Linked DNA regions of Zea mays: all the other regions are linked to region 1. The links are chromatin contacts, called in public Hi-C maps. All regions are on one chromosome and are shown on one strand. The core of a region is the stretch at or near the end of the contact, and the rest is flanking DNA. Distances in the headings are between cores, read along the strand shown.

Evidence for each region. A called contact is a pair of places that touch in the nucleus more often than the background predicts.
Region 2: a Hi-C map of ear shows a contact between it and region 1, with 2.6 times the contacts expected there. The contact joins the promoter of LOC103653295 here to the promoter of LOC778434 in region 1. A contact is called at or near these places in 2 of 25 Hi-C or Micro-C datasets (ear and endosperm).
Region 3: a contact with region 1 is called in a Hi-C map of bundle sheath, with 2.5 times the contacts expected there. The contact joins the promoter of LOC103653298 here to the promoter of LOC778434 in region 1. A contact is called at or near these places in 13 of 25 Hi-C or Micro-C datasets (bundle sheath, ear, endosperm and 3 more).
Region 4: a contact with region 1 is called in a Hi-C map of tassel, with 3 times the contacts expected there. The contact joins the enhancer-like site here to the promoter of LOC778434 in region 1. A contact is called at or near these places in 2 of 25 Hi-C or Micro-C datasets (ear and tassel).
Region 5: a Hi-C map of tassel shows a contact between it and region 1, with 5 times the contacts expected there. The contact joins the promoter of LOC100216617 here to the promoter of LOC778434 in region 1. A contact is called at or near these places in 6 of 25 Hi-C or Micro-C datasets (bundle sheath, ear, leaf and 2 more).

The regions. Positions count from the first base shown.
Region 1 is chr4:60,408,226-60,412,219 of Zm-B73-REFERENCE-NAM-5.0, forward strand. LOC778434 (core alpha 1,3-fucosyltransferase) reads left to right here and starts at 2,031. Exons shown (of 7, transcript NM_001112457.1): 1 at 2,031-2,378. The coding sequence starts at 2,031.
Region 2 is chr4:60,190,859-60,194,860 of Zm-B73-REFERENCE-NAM-5.0, forward strand. It overlaps LOC103653295 (Remorin family protein), which reads left to right and starts at 1,755. Exons shown (of 7, transcript NM_001301576.1): 1 at 1,755-2,011; 2 at 2,685-2,772; 3 at 2,941-3,078; 4 at 3,175-3,990. The coding sequence starts at 1,772.
Region 3 is chr4:60,549,019-60,552,962 of Zm-B73-REFERENCE-NAM-5.0, forward strand. LOC103653298 (abscisic acid 8'-hydroxylase 3-like) reads right to left here and starts at 1,328. Exons shown (of 9, transcript NM_001347215.1): 1 at 920-1,328; 2 at 507-825; 3 at 135-287; 4 at 1-57. The coding sequence starts at 1,140.
Region 4 is chr4:60,171,354-60,175,506 of Zm-B73-REFERENCE-NAM-5.0, forward strand. No RefSeq gene overlaps it. Among protein-coding and RNA genes, the nearest start is that of LOC103653295, 19 kb to the right of the region's middle. Within about 2 kb of position 1,843, at least 20 of the 20 cell types and tissues checked have an H3K27ac peak or open chromatin away from gene starts, as enhancers often do. A contact at or near this core is called in ear and tassel, where this site is marked.
Region 5 is chr4:60,272,754-60,276,506 of Zm-B73-REFERENCE-NAM-5.0, forward strand. LOC100216617 reads left to right here and starts at 2,071. Exons shown (of 4, transcript NM_001366965.1): 1 at 2,071-3,437; 2 at 3,655-3,726. The coding sequence starts at 2,544.

The DNA.
Region 1 (3,994 bases), core at 781-3,280:
ATGCGGCCAACGATTCTCCAACGACATCAAACTATCGGTAGTGTGATCGATGTCGGCCAAGTCAGCAAGCCAATAGTCGAGAGGGGTCACCGGACAGTTCGGTGCCCACCCAAAAAGGAAGGCGACCAATCAACCGATCCTGTGACCGTTGTAGACCAGAGTGACTAGTGCACCCACGCACAGAAGGCAATCTGTGCTTACCGAAGGATGGAGCAACGACTCCTTGTCTCCTTGGGGCTATTAAAGAGGCCCCTAGGCGCCTCTACCAGTACACCAAGCACTCTAAGAGCACACTACAACTCCGAGACTCCGTGACCACACTGTTCTAAGTGTTTGAGAGAGATTTGAGCGTGTTTTTAGCTGTCACTCTATCTGTGTGTTCTTGCGTTCTCTTCTTTGCTTGTGTGTGTGTTGTTGTTGCGATTGTGCTCTTGTATGCATGTTCTTACTCCCTCCCTTACTCCGGTTTTGACTGTGATCACTTGTGTAAGGCGTGAGAGACTCCAACTTGTGAAGATTCCTCACAAACGGGATTGAGATATACGGAAGACATACGTGCCACTCAAATTTGATCTTTGGATCACTTAAGAGGGATTGAGTGCTACCCTTGACCAAAGGAGGTCACGACAACGTGGAGTAGGCATTGGCCAAACCACGGTAAAAATCGCAGTGTCTCTTATCTTGCAATTATTGTCTCCTCGAGTGCTCATATTCACTTGGAATATTGCTCCTAGTTTAATACTCGTTTTAAGAGAGCAATCAAGTGAAGAGTTCTCTTCTCTCCTCTTTTCATCCAAAATTGGTTTTATTTTCTATTGACACAGTTATTGACCAAATTTGCATTGTTTGGAGCAAGTTTTGCAGGATCATCTATTCATCCCCTCTAGGTGCTCTCAACAGGTCGAGTTGGGACGATATACAATAGACCAAGTTTATTTGATTGGTTTCGTTTCTCTATTGTGCTAGATCTAGTATAGATTTTGATTGGTTGATTGGGTGAGAAAGAAGCAAAAAAATAAAAATATTGTATATATTAAGTGAAATCTAGTTTTGTTCATAAAAATACCAAAAACATAAAAGCGAAATCGTTTTATTAATTGGATGCATCAATCAAGAGGTATAACAAGAAAACTAATAAAAACACTTCTCTTCTGAGTTTGTACGGCCAAAATGTTCCTCTCCTTCCTGGCTATATAGCATTATATAAATAAGCTTAGTATATCCCAACAAAAGATGCAGAGTAGGTGGTCGGGTTGAGCCTGGCGAGAGATCTGACCACCCAACCAATCACACTCTACCTAGATTTAGGGGTGGTAATGGATCACGGTCCAAATACCCCTTCACAAAAAGTTAGAGCCCTTAAATAATGTTGGTTCAAAAATAAATAGGAATATGATCCGATCCTAATCTGATTTGATATTTAAAGTTTGTAGTGTAAAATCTAGAGCTCATTACCACCCATACCTAGATTGCTTTGGATCAACAACCCGTTAGGCTGTCTCGAGCATTCTTACTTATCACATCTCCTATTTTGAATTCGACTAATCAGTTGCCTGTGCATTGTCACGATTTTTATATATCATATGAGTAAACTTTATTTTAATAAGACACAAATATATATGTTCTATGATTTGGTGGTTGGTATGATTTGGTGGTTGGAATGTGGAGCTAACTACAAAGATCCAAACTCTCTCAGTTTACACATAATTTTACTTAATTTTTTGCATTAAAGAGGAAAGGGTGACGGGGGATGACCACCGGCTGTCCCCAACAAAGGCCTTTGTGGGCTGCGGCTTTGCCCAAAGTCCATAGGCATGCGGCCACTCCATGTTTCTGACATGTGCGGCCGAACATAACCAAATCCGTGCGAGGAAGATCCCAGCGGGCTGCTGGCGCTGGGGTCGTTGTCTCGTTCCAAACTAGCCTGACCAGGTCGTCCAACGACTCCGCTCACCCTTCGCGGTCGCCCGCGCGATCTCTCCACCACTTCCCCGCCGGCGCCTGCTAGGCGTCCGCGAGGAGGGCCAGCGATGAAGGGCTCCTCCCACTCGCAGGCGGGGGCGCAGGCGGTACGGAGGCGGCGCTGGGGGTGTCTTCTGCCGCTCCTCGTTGGCGCCGCCTTCCTCGCCGAGATCGCGTTCCTCGGCCGCCTCGACATGGCGAAGAACGCCGAGGCGGTCGAGAGCTGGACCACCTCCTTTTACCGCCGCTCCGCCGATTTGGGCGATGCCGTTGGCGGGGGCGCAGCCTCGAGGGCAGGCGGCGACAGCGAGGACGAAGAGATCCGGCTGTGCGAGCAGCGGCTCGAGAGGGAGGATGCCGTGCCCTACGACCGCGACTTTGACAGTGATCCCGTGCTTGTCGGTGGCGCTGCCAAGGTCTAGTGCATGCCTTTTTCCCTCGTGCTCTTAGTTTGAGTTAGGAAAGTTAGTTTGTTAACGAATGGGCTCCACTGATCTGCTGCTCAGGTGGATCGAAGTTGCTTCGTAAGTTGGGGTGAAATCTCTGTTGCGTAAAACCTAGACCATCTAATCTTACCATCCGCCTAGTTAGGTATTCAATACTTGGTGAAGCATGGCAGCATTTTATGCTTGTTCATTTTCATTCATTACAAATTTATATGAAATACTAAGTCGTCCAAATAACAATATAACAATGTCATTGAATGGTACGAGGGCTTCTTCAGATTGTCTGTGGCCTACTTGTATATGCGTAGTCTGAGAGAGTAGCACTAGGCCACTAGTTACTATATGATTATCGAACCTTATGTATTTGTGGCTTAACTGGGCCAAAGAGAGAAACTGTGCCTGATACAAATAAGATCACCCAAAATAAAATGCTTTATTTTAGTTTCCCCTCTCTGTCCTGCCCCATAGTGGTCATGCTTGGCATGAGAGCTGACAGCCATGTATCGCCCTAGCTGGTCAACTGGTTGGATTTTATGTCCAGTCATGTTTATATATGACTAAATCCCTAATCCTTTGTACTAGATTAGCACCCTGTTCCTTGAATGAAAACAGGAAGTTGTGGAAATGCTATTTCATGTCATTTCTGCATGCCTGTATGTCTCAAATGGTCAATTTGAATAATTTGTTCAGATAAATATAGTAAGTTTGAATAGAATATGGTTCTGGAAACTTTCATTTGGAACTTATTCTTCATCAACCGATCTCTTTTTAGAGGGATGGAATTGTATTGCTCTTAGATTAGAACAAATCTTGTGTCCTGTTGATGTAGAAAGGAAAGTGGAGGCAGTGTTAATGTGTTACTCAAGGAGTGTGTTCTAAATACAAAGGAGTAAACAGTTCCCAAAAGAAACTGCTCAATGCCCTCCTTTCAATTTTATCCTCAATTGGAGTTTTGTTGTTCTGAATGCTTGGGAAGTCTTTTGTTTTAAAAGCAGTGGTGGAACCTGCCTAAAATACTGATTGGGGCCACCTATAGAAGCTATATATCGCCACTGGAAATCATAGTTCTATGAATTATTAAATTTATTGAGTGGTGGATTATAGTAGGTAAAATACTAGTTTGAGCCTAGCATGCACTACAAGTCATTAGCTTTTTAATTACATAAAAAAACTCGATCTGCACGGGGTAAGACAGCCCTCGGGCATTGTATTAAGAAGAAGACCTCACACAGGTCGAGAAAACCCCCAAACCCCTACCCCACCCATACATAGCGGCACCGACACCGTAGCCCATGTGAAAACGACCACGACCGGGACCAGACTTTAGACCTATGCTTCGGTGTGGGACAACCGAGGGGATTTTTTAACCACAGCTTGAAAATCTCCATACATAGCGGCACCGACACCTGAGGAGTGCTACTCAGACCACCTAACCAACTTGGCATGCCTGAATGAAAAGGGGCCGCAGCCCAAGCTGGCTGACTCTAATCTCCGCCCCTACTAGGAAATGTTTTTTTGTGTTTGCTGTCCCACAACTTGTTTTAATTTATTATTATTTGATATTGCTGATGACGAGTAGAATTACT
Region 2 (4,002 bases), core at 505-3,004, 220 kb before region 1:
GATGCCTTGAGCATCGGTCCCTCCGCTGGGTACACTCTGTTCTTCGTATTTGTGCATGTTTCATTGTTGTTTACTGCTTATGCGAGTAGTTATACACACATGCACATACAAGTCATCACATATATCGCACTGTTTTTCTGGATTAAATTAAAACTAAAAATGCCTAACTTTCTAACACTTTCTTGCCAGGCCACCATCGCTTGACTAAAATTTAGTTCGTGTCATATCAAAAATTTTAAATATCTAAATATAAACTTTATTTAGGTTTAATAAAGTTGGGTCGAACCCAACACAACACCTATTCGGTTCGTACAGGTGATTAGTCCCGCAACAAATTTCGTTTGTTCCGAGTCTTGTGACAGATGATGCACCTACTAGTTTGTTGCGCAACCGGCAACGCAACAAAAAAATCGTGAATTGCTGACGTCGATTGGACCTGGACACCGAGATTCGCAGTCTACCCACCTGATCGCGCGCGCCGGCTTCACGGCTTGGCTTGGCCGAAAACGGACGATCCCCACCTGTCACCCGACGACAGCACGTACGCATGCCGCGCGCGCGCACGTAGCACAGCATCGGCGAAACGGTTGGTTGGTGGCTGGCTTGGTGCTGAGAATATGGCTGGATTTTTTGGGCTAGTACGAGCACAACACGAAAATAGCAGATCAAAGCACGATCCGACACGAAATAATATGTGCTGGCTAGTACGATTCGAAGGCTGGCCTGAGCCGGACCTCAAATTCCAGTCCGTCGGCTCCGATATGACCCGCACATATGGGCCGAGCTTAGACCGACACGGCCCAATAAAGGCCAAGTTGTTTAATTTTCTTTAATTTAGTAGACTATTGACTTTATATTGTTGTGATATTCAGAGTTTTTGTGGTTAAATGATGATAGGATTGTTTAATATCTTTAATTTAGTAAGTTATAGACTTTATGTGGGTGTAATATTTTGATTTTATGTGTTCAAATATATGGGTCGGGTTTAGTCCGACACGGGTCAACGAAGGTACGACGTGGTTTACAGCCAAACTGGACTGTGCCACTGATTTTATACTTCGGGCTGGTACGGCACGGTCCAATTTTTTTTTTTTTGCACATTTGGCACGACGATTGGCTTGCGCGGTTGCGCCCCAGCACTAGGCTGGCTGATGAGCGCCTCAGAGAGTCAGCGGACAGCGGTGCGCGGGTAGCCACCTTCTGTCTGGCACTCCGGCCGTCCTCCGGCTCCGTGCACTCTGTAGTCATAGGGAGCAAGAGCAAGGTTAGGCGCTCGGATTAGCTGCCAGCCTGCCCGCTACCTCTGACTTGAAGCAACTCAATGCCGTACAGTACTGTAGAACGCACCAGAGCTCCAGAATGAATGTACAATGTAGGCTTTTCACTGACGCACGCACCATATAGGCCGCCGGCGGTGAAAAAGTACGGCGGGCCGGGCACAATCACTGCGGTAGGCTGGCAGGACAGGCAAGCGCGGCGTGAATTCCAGCGTGACGCAGTTATTACTAGACCCCCACACCACACCCCCACGTTTGCATCCACCTCGAGATGCCCGTACCTACTGCGACTTTGCTACTGCTGGTGTCTGTCTACTCTACTGTACAGTCTGTACTCTCCTGGGGAAGGGAGGCGTGGCCACCGCGGGCCGGGGGATGGACCGGACCGTGGATGGATTCATTTCCCTCCCACTTCGCCTCTGCTATTAAACCGCCACCTCCCTCACCCGCCATTTTTAATACCGCGCGCGTCTCTCGCTGCGCCGTGCCGTGCCATGCTGTCTCCGCTGTCCGCTCTCAGTAGTGCTGCGGCTGCCGCTCACGCAGTCGTCGCCGGGGACGGAGAGATGCGGGTTGCTGATGGCGGCGGCGGTGGCGGTGCTGGTGAGACTGGGGCGGGGCTCCGCGGCGGCGTCGGCGGCGGGGCCGTGGTGGAGGACGGGCACGGGGAGGCAAGCGGCGGGTGCTCGGCGAGTCGCGGGAGCAGCGCGCGCGGATCGTCTGGCGGCGACTCGGTCAGTCAGTCGTCCTCTCCTTTTCCATGCCTCCTCCCTACCTGCTACGCTTGGTTTCGTTCGCCGTTATTACCTTGCACTGCGCCGGCACAGCTCCACTACCAGCTACTATGGTGGAGTGGAAGTGCCAGACTTGGGTGGGAAAAAAAACGAGGAGGCAAGACGCGCCAGGGTTTTGGTCGATTGCTTTCCCTTTCCGTACGTGGAGCATTTCTTGACAGAGATAGATGGCGAAGACGAATCAGACATCGTCATCACCGCTGATCAGGTAGCAGAGACGCATATATGCGTGCGAGGATTGATTTTTTTGGGTTAGCGACGATGCTGTATGTTGATGCAAGTTGTGTCACGCGGATTTAGGTAATCAGCGAAACCGTACACCTAGATGCCAGTGCTAAGGGACAAGAAGCAACGGAGTTAAGATATGGCACTGTCCAGCTAGAGACTGTATAATAATAGTGTAGATATTAGATATAGAAATAAGGTCTGTGCGTCTCTCTGGTGGTAAACCCCATTACGATAAACAATATGGGGCCCTAAACCCTGGCAAACGGGGACGGCGAAAATGGGGAGTTCACTTTTCTTTTGACCGATCGATCCACTGTTTGTTTGCATGCATGCGCGGACTAGGCTGTGCTTACTTTTTACCTGATGAAGAGAACTGTCGGTGCAGCCTTTAACCAGGTTCGTGCGCCGGGGTGGTCGACTGGGGACGATGGATCCGGAGCGGGACGAGATGCTGACTTCCTCGTCCTCCTACGGTGAGCACGACGTGGCCAACAGCGCATCGCTTTTACAGTTGTACTCCCTCCTCCCACACCGCTTCATCGCTTGTCCAGTTGTGCACTTGTTGCTGCTTCTCTGCTTGTTAAATGAATGCGCACGACTTGGCAGGCATTAAAGTTGATGGACTTTTGCGCCTCCTGAAGCTTCTGCAGGTTCCACGGAGCCACAAGAGGAGGAGGAGGAGGGCGCCGGGGCATTAGAAGCGGCCAAGGACAACAAGCGGGTACATGGTGCACGACCCCAGGGGCAGACCAAGAATGCAGCCCCCTGTTTCACTCGAGGTAACGCAACGCTACCACAATATCCTTTTACCTGGCCATTGTCCGCTGGTATAGCCCCCGAGGCTGAATCTGCTATGCCCACATCCTGTTTGATAGAACGCCAGGACCAGCGGCATCATCGGTTGGGAGCTGTTCTTTTCCAAGGCAGGAAGGGCAGGGCGCAGCGGCCGGCCTCGCTTGATTTCGGCTGCCCTGGTGTTGCCAGATCCTCGACGCATTCTCCGGGGTTCCCGGCCGCCGGTGTCGCGGTGGTGAACAAGGGGATGGGCGTATCGTATCCGTCACACAGTAGGCCGGACGTGCTGTCTAGTCCGGGGACGCCGAGCTGCAATCGGCGTGGGATGGCAGGCGTTGGCTACCAGCAGGGTCCTCGTTCAGAAAGAGTGATCCCGCCTTGGACCGGCCATACAAGCCATTCTGGGAGCGGCATGGTGTTACCTTACAGCACTGGGACTGGGAGGACGCTGCCATCGAAATGGGAGGATGCAGAGAGGTGGATCTTCAGCCCCAACCCCAACCCCAACAATGCACTCGGGAGGTCGGTCCCGCAACTCTGGCGGCCAAAATCCAAAAGTGGGCCTCTTGGACCTCCCGGTAGATTTTGTGGGGCGTACTCTTGTGTTTCGTCGTCGGCTCAGTTTCTTGACAACGGTAGAGTTGGAAATCTCACTGTGAATGCACATTACATGGCTGGGATGTTGCTACCTGAGCATATTTGCGGGGGTGTTATGGACTGGGAAAGGGATGCAAGTGGAGCATCGGGTGAGGATAGTAGCAATGGCCAGGGAGGCTGCAGGCCTGGTCAAATGAATGTTCGGCATCCTGCTATGCAGCCCACCAGGGTTTCTCAGCAACATGGTAGTGCAATGGAGTCATATCAGTCATTGCATGCTTCTCTTCAATCTATACAAGGTACTCGTCCCT
Region 3 (3,944 bases), core at 78-2,577, 140 kb after region 1:
CCGCGCCCTCCGCTCCGCCAGGATGCCGCTCAGCACCGCGCCCAGCCGCTGCCTCGCCTGCATGGGGGTGCGGTGTTGATGACATTGTGACGATGAGGGGAACAACAAAGAACAGAAATCCTCGGCCGCAGTACCTTGATGGCCTGGCTGTAGCTGGTGCAGGCGACCGGGATGGGGAAGCTGTTGTAGCCTTTCTCCATGGTGAAGTAGTTCCTCCTCAGCTCCTCCTTCACGTGGCCGGCCAGCCGGTGGCCGAAGATGGCGATGACGCCGACGTCGAAGGTGAGCTGCAAACCAAGGGCAGGAAAATGCCAAGAGGTCGGGGTGGGGTGGCCACCGTCAGGAACTATAACTACGGCAGCGCATGCGCGCGCACCACGCGTCCACGCAAGCGTACAGTGCAAGAGCTAGAACGAAAGACCGGCAGCACACGCATTGCATTTCTTTTCTTTTCTTTTGGGGGACCGTTCGCAGTAGCGCTGGCTGGCACTGGCACTGGCACGTACCCTCTTCATGGTATGGAAGGTGCTGGTGACGCGGCCTTCCCACCCGTCGAGCGTGGACGCCACGGCGGCCTCGACGTCGGGCACGAGGCCGCGGAGCGCGTCCGGGCCAAGCCAGCCCTTCACGAGGCGGCGCAGGCGGAGGTGGTAGTCGCCCTGGTGGAAGAAGAGGGCCTGCGCGCCAATCATGCGCTCCTTGCTCGGTGGGTACGTCGGTTTGAACAGGTGCGCCTGAGACACCAGCACCATCCGCGCCGCCTCCGGGCTCGCCAAGATCACGCAGGGGCAACCCAGCACGTGTGTCTTGAACACCTCGCCGTACCTATGCGGGCCGGCACAGACAATTAGTCTCGAAGAAAGATGATGGCATTTGCATCTAATTAACAGAACAATGGCCGGCACTCTTGTAATAATACCTCTTCAGCCTGGAGGCGAAGAAGACCTTCGGGTTCTGGGAGTAGAGCTGGAGAGTCTCGCCGAGGAACGGCAGACCCAGGGAGCCAGGAGGCAGCTTGTGCTCCTCCGTGCTGCTACTGCCACCTCCGGTTGTTCTCCGTCGTCTGCTCGCGTCGAGCAGCAGCACCAGCAGAGTGAGGGAGACGATGTAGATGCAAGCTACAGCGAGGAAGAAAGCCATGTGGTGTGGTGGCCGCCCCTACGCTGCAACTTGTAAGAAGAGTGATCCTCTCTCAGCCTCAGAAGGCAGCCAAGTGCCTTCGTTGTACTTCCCTTTTGTACCCGAGTGCTATTTGAAGAGGAGCACGAGGGGAGAGGGGCACGAGGGGAGAGGAGCGATCTGAGATGATCTTCTTTCCAAACGGTGGTGGTGAGAGGGGAGCCACATTTGTGGTATTTATAGAGATCCAGGAGGCAAGTGGAGAGGGTTGTCAATGGAAATAGCACTTGTCTGATCCTGGTCACACAATTTCTAAAATATTAGGGGAGTAGAGAATAAAATAGGCTAAAACCAAGAGCATGCATGTGTGACTAGAGCAACTCTAACATTGCCTTACACACTCCATGTTATGTTTAGAGGCGTGACAAAAAAAAACTATGCTCGAGCTACACTTCCTTTTTTTCGAACCCTCCTTGTTATGGTTACTGCAGAATTGATTTTCGCTAAGGATCCGTCCGTTTGGATCCATTTATTTTGAAGGAATTGGAATGTACTTAATAGAGTGGGTTATTTAACTTGGAATTTGACATTCCACCATTTTTCAAATTTTTAGATATAAATCTATCTCCAAAAAATTAATACGGTGAAAAATGAAAATTAATTTTACATATCTGTAAATTTATGTTCGTACTCTCTATCTTATAATAGGATCTTTGGCTTGCTCTCATATAGTAGGAATATAACATATAAACCATATGGTCAATAGCAATATACATAATATATTTCACATAAAACTAAATTAGCTTAGTTCATCTATCTCTAAATTACAATTATTTGAATGGAATTTATATAACTCAAAGATTCCAAACTAGGCTAACGGCCGGTATTTCAGCGTTTTCTCTATTTAAAATTAAACGATGTAAATTATTTTGACCGTCGGTTGAGAACTAGACGACTCTCAAAAGTTGTACGCTGGGCAGTCTTTAAATACTATACTAAAGCACTAGTTTACATGGTTCACAATTTTATAAAAAAAACAATCCTAAAACTTGCTTCAAAGAACCCTCTGTATCCAAAATCCACGAGCTTTGCGCGCAGCTTTTCCCCCAATCCTCAACTCATTTCTTTCCATGAAGCCATGATGTTCTGATCTATATATGGTCGTAGCACACGGACACTGTACTTTGTATGTACTAGTGCCTCCCCCTCCCCCCCCCCTCACCGTTGACTAGAGATGGCAATGGGGACCCGATCCCCGATTCCCCGCAGGGAATTCCTCCATTAGGGGATGGGGATGGGGAAGAAACTTCCCCCGCGGGGATATAAACGGGGAAAATTTAACCCCCGACGGGTAAACGGGGATGGGGACGGGGAAGCATTCCCCATCCCTGTTCCCCGCGAGGACCCGTTAAACTTGCATGTGACTATGTTTTTTGTACTAGTTAACGACAAAAATAAATAATTACCTTATCAAGAGACCACTAATTGTACAAATGTGTTCATTTTGATGTATGCATAATGATTTCTTATATCTGACAATGTGTATAAGCGGCAATATTTAACATTAATAGCAAAGTATGTATGTCTTAATTGTAATTTAAACGGGGATGGGGATCCCCGTTGGGATTTATCCCCGCGGGGAACGGGGATGGGGAAGAAATGCTCCCCGCAAGCGTTCATGGGGATCCCGCGGGGAAGTTTTTTCGTCACGGGGACGGGGATGGGGAGCTATTCCCCGGCGGGGAATTCCCCGTTGCCATCCCTACCGTTGACGTTTTGCTTCTTGGTTATGGCTGGCAGGCACCATGTGCCCACGTTTCGCCATATGGTTCGTGCTCGCTCCATTGCGTGGAGCATATGCATGGGGACCTGGATGTACTAGGTGAAAAGTTTAGATTTTGTGGCAAGCTAGTGTCCTTTACACGTCTTAAAATTTATCCACATATTGTCGCCATGCACACACATATATATATTTATATTCCACGGAGTCATACGTATTTTGTTTTGTTAGTAATACCGTGAAATTAACCATGCATATATAATAATGTTAGTTGGCTGCACGCATGGGCAGCCCTTATATCTGTGCCTACCTAGCATCCTGCTAGGTGCTAGCTAGCTTGCCGTTTATCTTGCACGTAAGCTCTGTGCAGTGTACGTACCTGGTATATATGCCCACAAGTTAATGAACTGCCCGTGCACGCAAGCCCTACTTTCCAGGCAACGTCAGCAAGCAGATCCATGCAAACCTGAGTCCATCATGCATGGCCCGGAGACCGTGCAGAGAGATAGCAAGATCGTCATGCATGTACAGTCGTATATGTGTGTTATTCTGTCATCCGCCACGTGGCGACATATTTGCATGTGCATGCATTATTCTGGATGAATGCATTTTGGTTTTGGTTTCCAGAAGTACTCTTGCTTTTACACTACCGGAATCAGAGCCTTTGCCGAGTGCCGGACGCTTTGCCGAGTGCCTTTTCTCGGGCACTCGGCAAAGACGGCTTTGCCGAGAGCCGCACTCGGCAAAGCTTGGCTCTCGGTAACGAGCGTCTTTACCGAGCGTAGGACACTCGGTACAGGTCCACACTCGGCAAATCCATGTTTGCCGAGTGTCAAACACTCGGCAAATGGGGCTCTCGGCAAAAGGCCGTCAGCGGCCGTCCCAAAGCTGACGGCCGTCAGTCTTTGCCGAGTGCCAACAGTCGGCTCTCGGCAAAGATGCTTCTTTGCCGAGTGCCGCGCATCTGGCACTCGGCAAAGGATGATTTACCGAGTGTCTTATCCAGACACTCGGCAAAGTATATTTTTATTTTTTTGATTTTGTC
Region 4 (4,153 bases), core at 593-3,092, 240 kb before region 1:
GTTTTGGCAAAAAAAATAATAACCTCCACTAGTTTAAGCTATTTCTAATCAAAAGGAAAAAGGGAGAAAGAATCTAGAGAGAGAGAAAGACTATAGTGAGAAAAAGAAGAGTAACACATGATTTTGGGTGATAATTAGAAAGAAATTTTATACCCCCAAAATCAGGGTGTTACATACAGGCTCCTAGAGGACGCATCAGGGAGAACCGCGCAGTCAGTGATCTGTGAAATGGTGATGACATAACCGCTCAAGCATGGGAGTATGTAGAGAACCAAGATGGTTTTTTTCGCTTTGTATGTTGACTTTGAACTGATTAACAACTGCCCAATAAGCCAATACTTCCGCGCCAAATGCCTTATTTTCAGGGATTGCCCACGTCTCAAACCATAACCGGTCGGGATATTTTCCCCCCATACCTTTTATGTTTATATGAATTTTCATAGCATAATTTATGCAATACCAATTACAAATTATGCTGATTTGTATACACTTCACCACTGTTTTTTGCTTTCTATAACAGAAAGTATACCAGAAACATAACCTGATACTTTTTACGAAACATTATACCAGAAAGTATATTATTTACAATCTTTCCTCGGTATTACATGCAGATATGAACCTCCGTAAAAATTTACGATCTATCATCCGCAATAACCGTCCCATAATTTTGTTCATGCATATAATGCAATCCCGTGGATTGCGTTACATGCAGTTCAATAACCCACCATCTCACATCGCGCGGATGGCCTGCCTTTTAAAACCGTTTCCTGCCGTTACTGCGTTTGTCACGCTGGCCACCCTGGTTCACATCGATCGAACCAGGCTGGTCTGCTTAGATGGGGGCGGCTTGGAATGGTCTGATCCCAATAGCCTTACCATATATATATATATATATATATATATATATATATATATATATATATATATATATATATATATATATATATATATATATATATATATATTACACTTTCTTCTAAGTACATAAGCAAGTTTTTGTATGATAAAAGTCTATAAATATTCAAAACAACGTCAAATCTTTGTACATGTACCTCAAAAAAATTCTAACATTTTTTGATGCGAAGTCATTGATAATAGTGTTGCTATCAAACTCATCTAATAATTTTTCTCAATACATAAAGTAGCCAATCCGTTGAGACGATCTTGAGACATCGTTGACCTTAAATAGTTCTTCAACAATTTCAACTTTGAGAAGCTTATCTCAGCTGATGCCACAATCACGTCATGTGCACAGTAAATAATATCCGATAAGCGATTGAAATATTTTGATACCAATGTATTTGCCGAACATATTAAAAAAATCTCCATAGAAGACATAAGTTTTTTAGGGCACGAGGCCGGCGGCCAACAGCAGGTAGCAGGTCGTCATGCCGATGTCGATCGCCGACCAGCTAGACGGACAAAGTCACGGATGAAACCAAGATGGCGGCGGCACAACGATTAAAATTGCAGACATAGTTTTAGTAAGTTAAATAATTGAAAAACACATCGTTGTAATTTTAGCAGGCCAGATCCATCACATAAGACTATATATACATGTATACATACTTGAAGGGTCCTTCCAAACTTGGGGGCCCGGTGCGGCCGCTCCAGTTGGCCCCCTCCGTCTGGCCCTGGTCGTGCCACCATCGCCGTGCCACCTGTACCAATTTTGCCCTTCCGTACGTTTCACTTCACTCTTTGCTGCAGGATTTGCAGTAGGCTGGAGCACCCAATTGCGAAATTAGACCCACCTGAACACAGAACCTGACTGACCCGGCCCGGCCACAGGAGAGGAGGCGAGAGAATGTAATCAACCACTCGTCCGTCCCTGCAGGCTCTCGCGGGCCGTATGTAAAAAGCTCGCGTTTGTTGTGTGTATCGTTTTGGGCCTTGAGGTCCTGGTCCTGGTCCTGGACGCCTTGTTGTATCTTGATTGCTTCGACACCATCTCACGTCCGGTCCGTGGTTAAGCCGTCACTTTGGCCCATCCCTCTCTCCGCTCCGAAGTCCCAATTGCCACCACTCTGACGATGTGATGATTATTTTCAGTCCGTCGTATACTCAGATCGCTACAGAAATTGATTGCCACCCATGGGCGTACGCGTAGCAATGCATGGCAAGTCGTTCTGCCTACGGTCGACCTCCGGCTATATGTAATGTTCGATCTTCCGTGACATAGCCACATAGGGCACTGTAGCATTAATAGGAGCGGCGAACCGGCAGCGGTGGCGGACGGCCGGTCTACGCCTCTAGCTAGCTGGCTAGTGCGCATCACGATTTCAATGGAGACGTGTACGTACGACCTGACTGAATACCACACGCGCCCGCCTGTGATCGTGCTGAGTAGAGAGTAGCATAGTACACTTTACCCGCCGCCGAGGGCATGAGGCCGTGAACCGCCGCGCGACGGCACGGCACGGGTCCCCGGTGCGGCGGCGGCGGCGGCTGCCCCGTGTGGCCTTCCGTTGCCTGCCTGACCTGCCCTGACCAACCCGAACGCCCTGTGGCGGTGTGGCCTGTGGCTTCGTGGTATTGAAGCGCCCTTCACTGGTCACCAACTCTCCAGTGGCATCGTTCGATTCATCGCTGCACACTGCAGTCTCTTGACGGTTCCATGGCATCTTCTCGTTGGTCCTGCCTTTTTTAAAATTTTTGGGTCAACCTCCGGGCAAAGATCCTCTCTCTCTTCTGTTACGATCTGTTTGATTCCCTCGGCTCTTAAATCTGGTGTTTTCGACACTGGATACGAGTTTTTATCAGTTTCTTATATCAGTGTTTGTCGGACCTGGGCGCAGTCGCGAGCTGGAAACTGGACGCTATACGTTTACAGTTGGGTTTACAGTAGAAATATGGTGCAGCGGACTACTCCACGTAGAACTCTATTTTACCGTAAGGCTGCCCGCACGGTAAAGCCAGCGCTTGTACGGAGTGCTACTCTATGCACAGGCGCAGAGGGCAGCAGCCGACGCGGCAGTACGACACAGGCGCATGAGTGGAAAAAAATAATATAATATGTGGTAGTAGGTATAGAGTTAAGATATAGAGTAAATATGACTGCGGAAGATTGTAGTATAGAGTAGAGAATCTCGCTGACCAGGATAGAATATTCTTTTTAGGGTAAAAATTTAGGGCTCAATGAGTGTGGACAGCCTTATAAAAAGAAAGATGATGATAGCTAACCTTTCTAGTTTTTTTATCTAATTGTTGAACACTAAAATTGCCATGTGGCTGTCCATCGGTACACCGTCTGGACTGTCTACGGTGGTGACACATACAATCTACACGTGCGCAGAATCAGTTAGGAATCCAGATTTCTAGCGAGATTTGTTAGCAAAACCAACGAGATTAACTCGAGAACCGACTTGTAACGGGTTCAGATCTCCACCCTTTATATAGATGAAGGGGAACGGCCGATTGAACCCCTACAATCGATCCAATCAATTCTACTTATCATTTTTAACTTATGCATTAGAAGTATCCCTAGTTTAGCCTTACTTTGTCTCGAATCTTCACCTCTCTTCGGCTCTACGTCGACTAAAGGCGTCTTGGTAGCCTATCAACTCTAAGACACACCCTAGGATCTCTCCCCACCGACTTGGTCCCTCCCAGGAGGCGATATCTAGGCCTGCTGCGAAGAAGACGACACTTTGCGCCATCGTGGACAATCCGAGCCTCTGGCGCTGACTATCCGGACATACGCAGAGAAGCAGCCGCTCCTATGCCTAAGTCATGGACCGTCCGTTCCTTCACATAGAGCACCGCTAGGTGGTTCATCTCTTGGTGTTTGGCGCCCAGATCGATGGCAACACACTTTTTGGCGACTCCACTGGGGATCAGGTGTCTGGATCTACTAAAAATCAGGCCCTCAAATGGCCAGTTCTGAAGATCACACCGATATCTCCCCAGACATTATGCTGAAGCCGACCGTTGAAAGCATATCAGCCGATGAGCAACAGCAATACGAAGACTACATACGTCAGACGAAGGAGAAATTCTTGTCACAATTCACGGTGGATCACCACCAGAAGTTTGTCAAACATGGAGAGATGGAGATCGTATCTCTTCTATCTTCGCTTCAAATCCCCAATGTAAGTAAACCCGACGATATCCAATACATTAAATAGTATGTAGATTAGCATCAGAATCAAAT
Region 5 (3,753 bases), core at 821-3,320, 140 kb before region 1:
AGAGAGGGTGATTTGTGTTTCTTTTGTTGCTCTTGTTGCTTGGTTGCTTTCTTCTTCACCTTCTAATCTTTCCAAGTATTTTGTAAAGCAAGCAAGAGACACCTAATTGTGTGGTGATCCTTGCGGGGTCTAAGTGACCCGTGAGATTAAGAAGAAACACTCAACCGGTCTAAGTGACCGATTGAGAGAGGGAAGGGTTGAAATAGACTCGACCTTTATGGCCTCCTCAACGGGGAGTAGGTTCTTTGGAACCGAACCTCGGGAAACAAATCGTCGTGTCCACTTGTGTTGATCTTCACCATTCGATTTGTTTCTCCCCTCTCTCTAAAGCTCTTTTGCTCATATTGTTTTGAGTTTGCTCCCAAAGTTATCCGCATTGATTGAGCAAGGAGAACCATCTTCCGCACTCCGAATTCACTAATATTTATTTCTAATCCTAACTCCGGGTGAAGTGCGTGTCCAAAGTTTATAATTTTCAGGTTTCTCCTATTCACCCCCTCTAGGTGACTTTCAAAATACAAACCTAGGCACAAAAGAAACTAGATGTTAATGAAATTGCAAGATCATAAATCTAATTAACTATAACATGGGAGGAGTAATTTGGTCCATAGTATTCACTAACTCACTTAGCAATGACATGATCTAGTATGATGCATAGCATAATATGCACCCTTCCTTTGTCAAGTCTCCAAATTCCTATTCACCCCCCTCTTGCCTTGGCTTGCTTGTTCATCTTGATGGCCACCAACTTGTGATTTTTCTTCTTTTTCAACAAGTATGGTGTAGTGGCTTTCTTATCAACCTTGTTGGTGTGGGAGTTAGAGAGTTTGGTTATTTTTTGTCATACCCAGTTTTAAGAGTAAAACCGAATGCATAGCATATGTGTGTCAGGATCTATTTCCACACATATGTTGATGTCAGAAGTGTAATATATCAAAAAAACAATGCATAAAAGCGTAAATAAATATTATTAACATATTACACTTCGAACAGACATAATGTCTTAACCTTTATTCATCAAAGTTCAACGAAACATGAGCATCCTTCCACGTGAAGATGACCGAAGAAATCACTAGACTAGTATCCAACAAGTTCATCATCATAATCTTTATCTCCAACCTTTTGATCAAAATTAATCAAGTGTGAGCTTACTTATGATGGAGGCTCAGCAATTAGAATGAAAATGCAAAGTTAACAAGATAAGACTAAGGGGGTGTTTGGTTACCCCAAATTAAAATTTAGCCTCTGTCATATCGAATGTTTGAACCTCCGTTCCGGGTATTAAATGTAGTCGGATTATAAAACTAATTTCTCAGCCGAAGATTAAAAGACGAGACGAATCTAGTCCAGTTGGTTGGGTCTATATTTCATACTCCTATTTGAAAGTCAAATGCTTGATGTGACCCGGACCAAACACCCCCTAAGGGCTTGTTCGGTTATTCCCAATACACATGGATTGGATGGGATTGGAAAAAATTGAGAAGAAGTTTGACTTGTTTGGGATTCAAACCCATCCAATCCCACTCAATCCACATGGATTGAGAGCTAACCGAACAAGCCCTAAAGTTTAACGATATGTAAAATCAACTGATTATTCCTAGTTCTGAACCACCGGTGCACGAGGAACAGTTCCATGGTAGCCAAGATCTGGTTGGTACGATGCTTCCGTGAATGCGCCTACCCCGCGCACCTGCCCACTGACACCCACCAAGACCAACTGATGCCTCGGCCCCATGCTGCCCTGGCCCACTCGCCGGCGGTACGGCCGCGGCGGCACCAACCGGGGTGGCGTGCCTCGTAGGTGACTTATGTTCTTGTCGGGGAGTAAAAAATGGCTGCCAACGGAGGTGCTGTGACTGCTGCTGCCCCCCCCCCCCCCCCCCCCCCCCCCACACACACACACACACGTCTCGCGCTTTGATTGGCCTGACGTCGCCTCTACCGGCTCGATCCTGGGTGCGCCGCCACGTAGTACGCCCTTCCGCCTCCACTGCGGCACGCACTGCCTACCCCTCCCTCCCCCGGACGGGCCGGACCCTCTGCGACAGGGGCAGCGTGGCAGTGGGTGTGCGGGCGCGTGCATCAACGCAGACGATCCGGGCGACTTCACGTTATCAGTTAGCACGTACACGCACACCGCCGGCACCGGCGTCGGGAGGGACACCTGTCGCCCGCCGCACTCTGACCTCCGCCCCCGCCGCGCGAGACGACAGCGCCCGCACCAAGACGAGGCAACTCGGCGAGCGGGACAGGTGCTGCCAGCGCGAGCCTCCTCCCACCCAACCCCAACACCACCACCACCAGACACCAGTCCACCACTACCACTGAGGCGAGCCGGAGGCGCACACAGGCACAGCACAGTCCGGGCCCGTGCCTTCCAATTCGGTCGTCGCACACATCGATTGAGCCCGCGCACGAGCCCATCGCTTTCGCTTTGGCGTCTTCGAGAACCCGCAAGCAACCTATATAGCCCGCCGCGAATTCCGCCTGGCTTCCTCGTCGCCCGCCTCGTCGTCGCGCCGCAGTGAGAGGAGGGGGAGGCGATGGATCTCAACGAATGCGAGAGGAGGGGGCCGGCGGGGCCGGATCCGCTGTCGAGGCAGGGGTCGATCTACTCGCTCACGTTCGACGAGTTCCAGAACACGCTCGGCGGGATGGGGGGAGGGCTTGGCAAGGACTTCGGCTCCATGAACATGGACGAGCTGCTGCGGAGCATCTGGACCGCCGAGGAGAGCCAGGCCATGGCGTCGGCTTCGGCCTCGGCCTCGGCCTCGGTGTCCGCGCTGGGGGCAGCCGTCGACGGCGGGGCGGCGCTGCAGAGACAGGGGTCTCTCGCGCTGCCGCGCACTCTCAGCGTCAAGACGGTGGACGAGGTCTGGCGGGACTTCGTGCGGGAGGCGCCGCCCGGGACGGCTGGCGGCGAGGAGCCGCAGCCCAACCGACAGCCGACTCTCGGGGAGATGACGCTGGAGGAGTTCCTGGTCAGGGCCGGGGTCGTCCGTGACAACCCTGCCGCGGCAGCTGCTGCTGTCCCTGCGCAGCCGGTTGCTCCACGGCCGATTCAGGCGGTCAGTAATGGCGCCTCCATCTTTTTCGGCAACTTTGGGGGCGCCAATGACGCCGGGGCTGGAGCGATGGTGTTTGCGCCGGTGGGGATCGGGGATCAGGCCATGGGCAACGGGTTGATGCCTGGGGTGGCTGGGATGGCAGGTGGTGCGGTCACCGTGAGTCCGGTGGATACGTCGGTGGCCCAGCTGGATTCTATGGGCAAGAGCGATGAGGATCTGTCATCGCCAATGGCTCCGGTGCCATACCCCTTTGAGGGAGTGATAAGGGGAAGGAGGAGCGGTGCGGGTGTGGAGAAGGTTGTGGAGCGGCGGCAGAGGAGGATGATCAAGAACAGGGAGTCTGCAGCTAGATCCCGTGCCCGTAAGCAGGTCACACCCTTTTCCTGAACTCTTGCATGTGTTGCATCAGTAGTAGTTGTTTCTTATTGCAAGTTGCTTCTGATAAATAAGCACATTGGCCTTGTCTATGCCCTGTCCAAATCAACGGATATTTGATTAGGTAGTAAGGTAGACTCACATCTGGCCTAGCCTATCACATTTGCAACTTCGACACATAACCTGTTGCTTATATCTGTTACGAATGTAGGCTTATACAATGGAGTTGGAAGCCGAAGTTCAGAAACTGAAGGAACAAAATGCAGAATTGCAGAAGAAGCAGGTATATACCATGTTGTACAATTTCTGT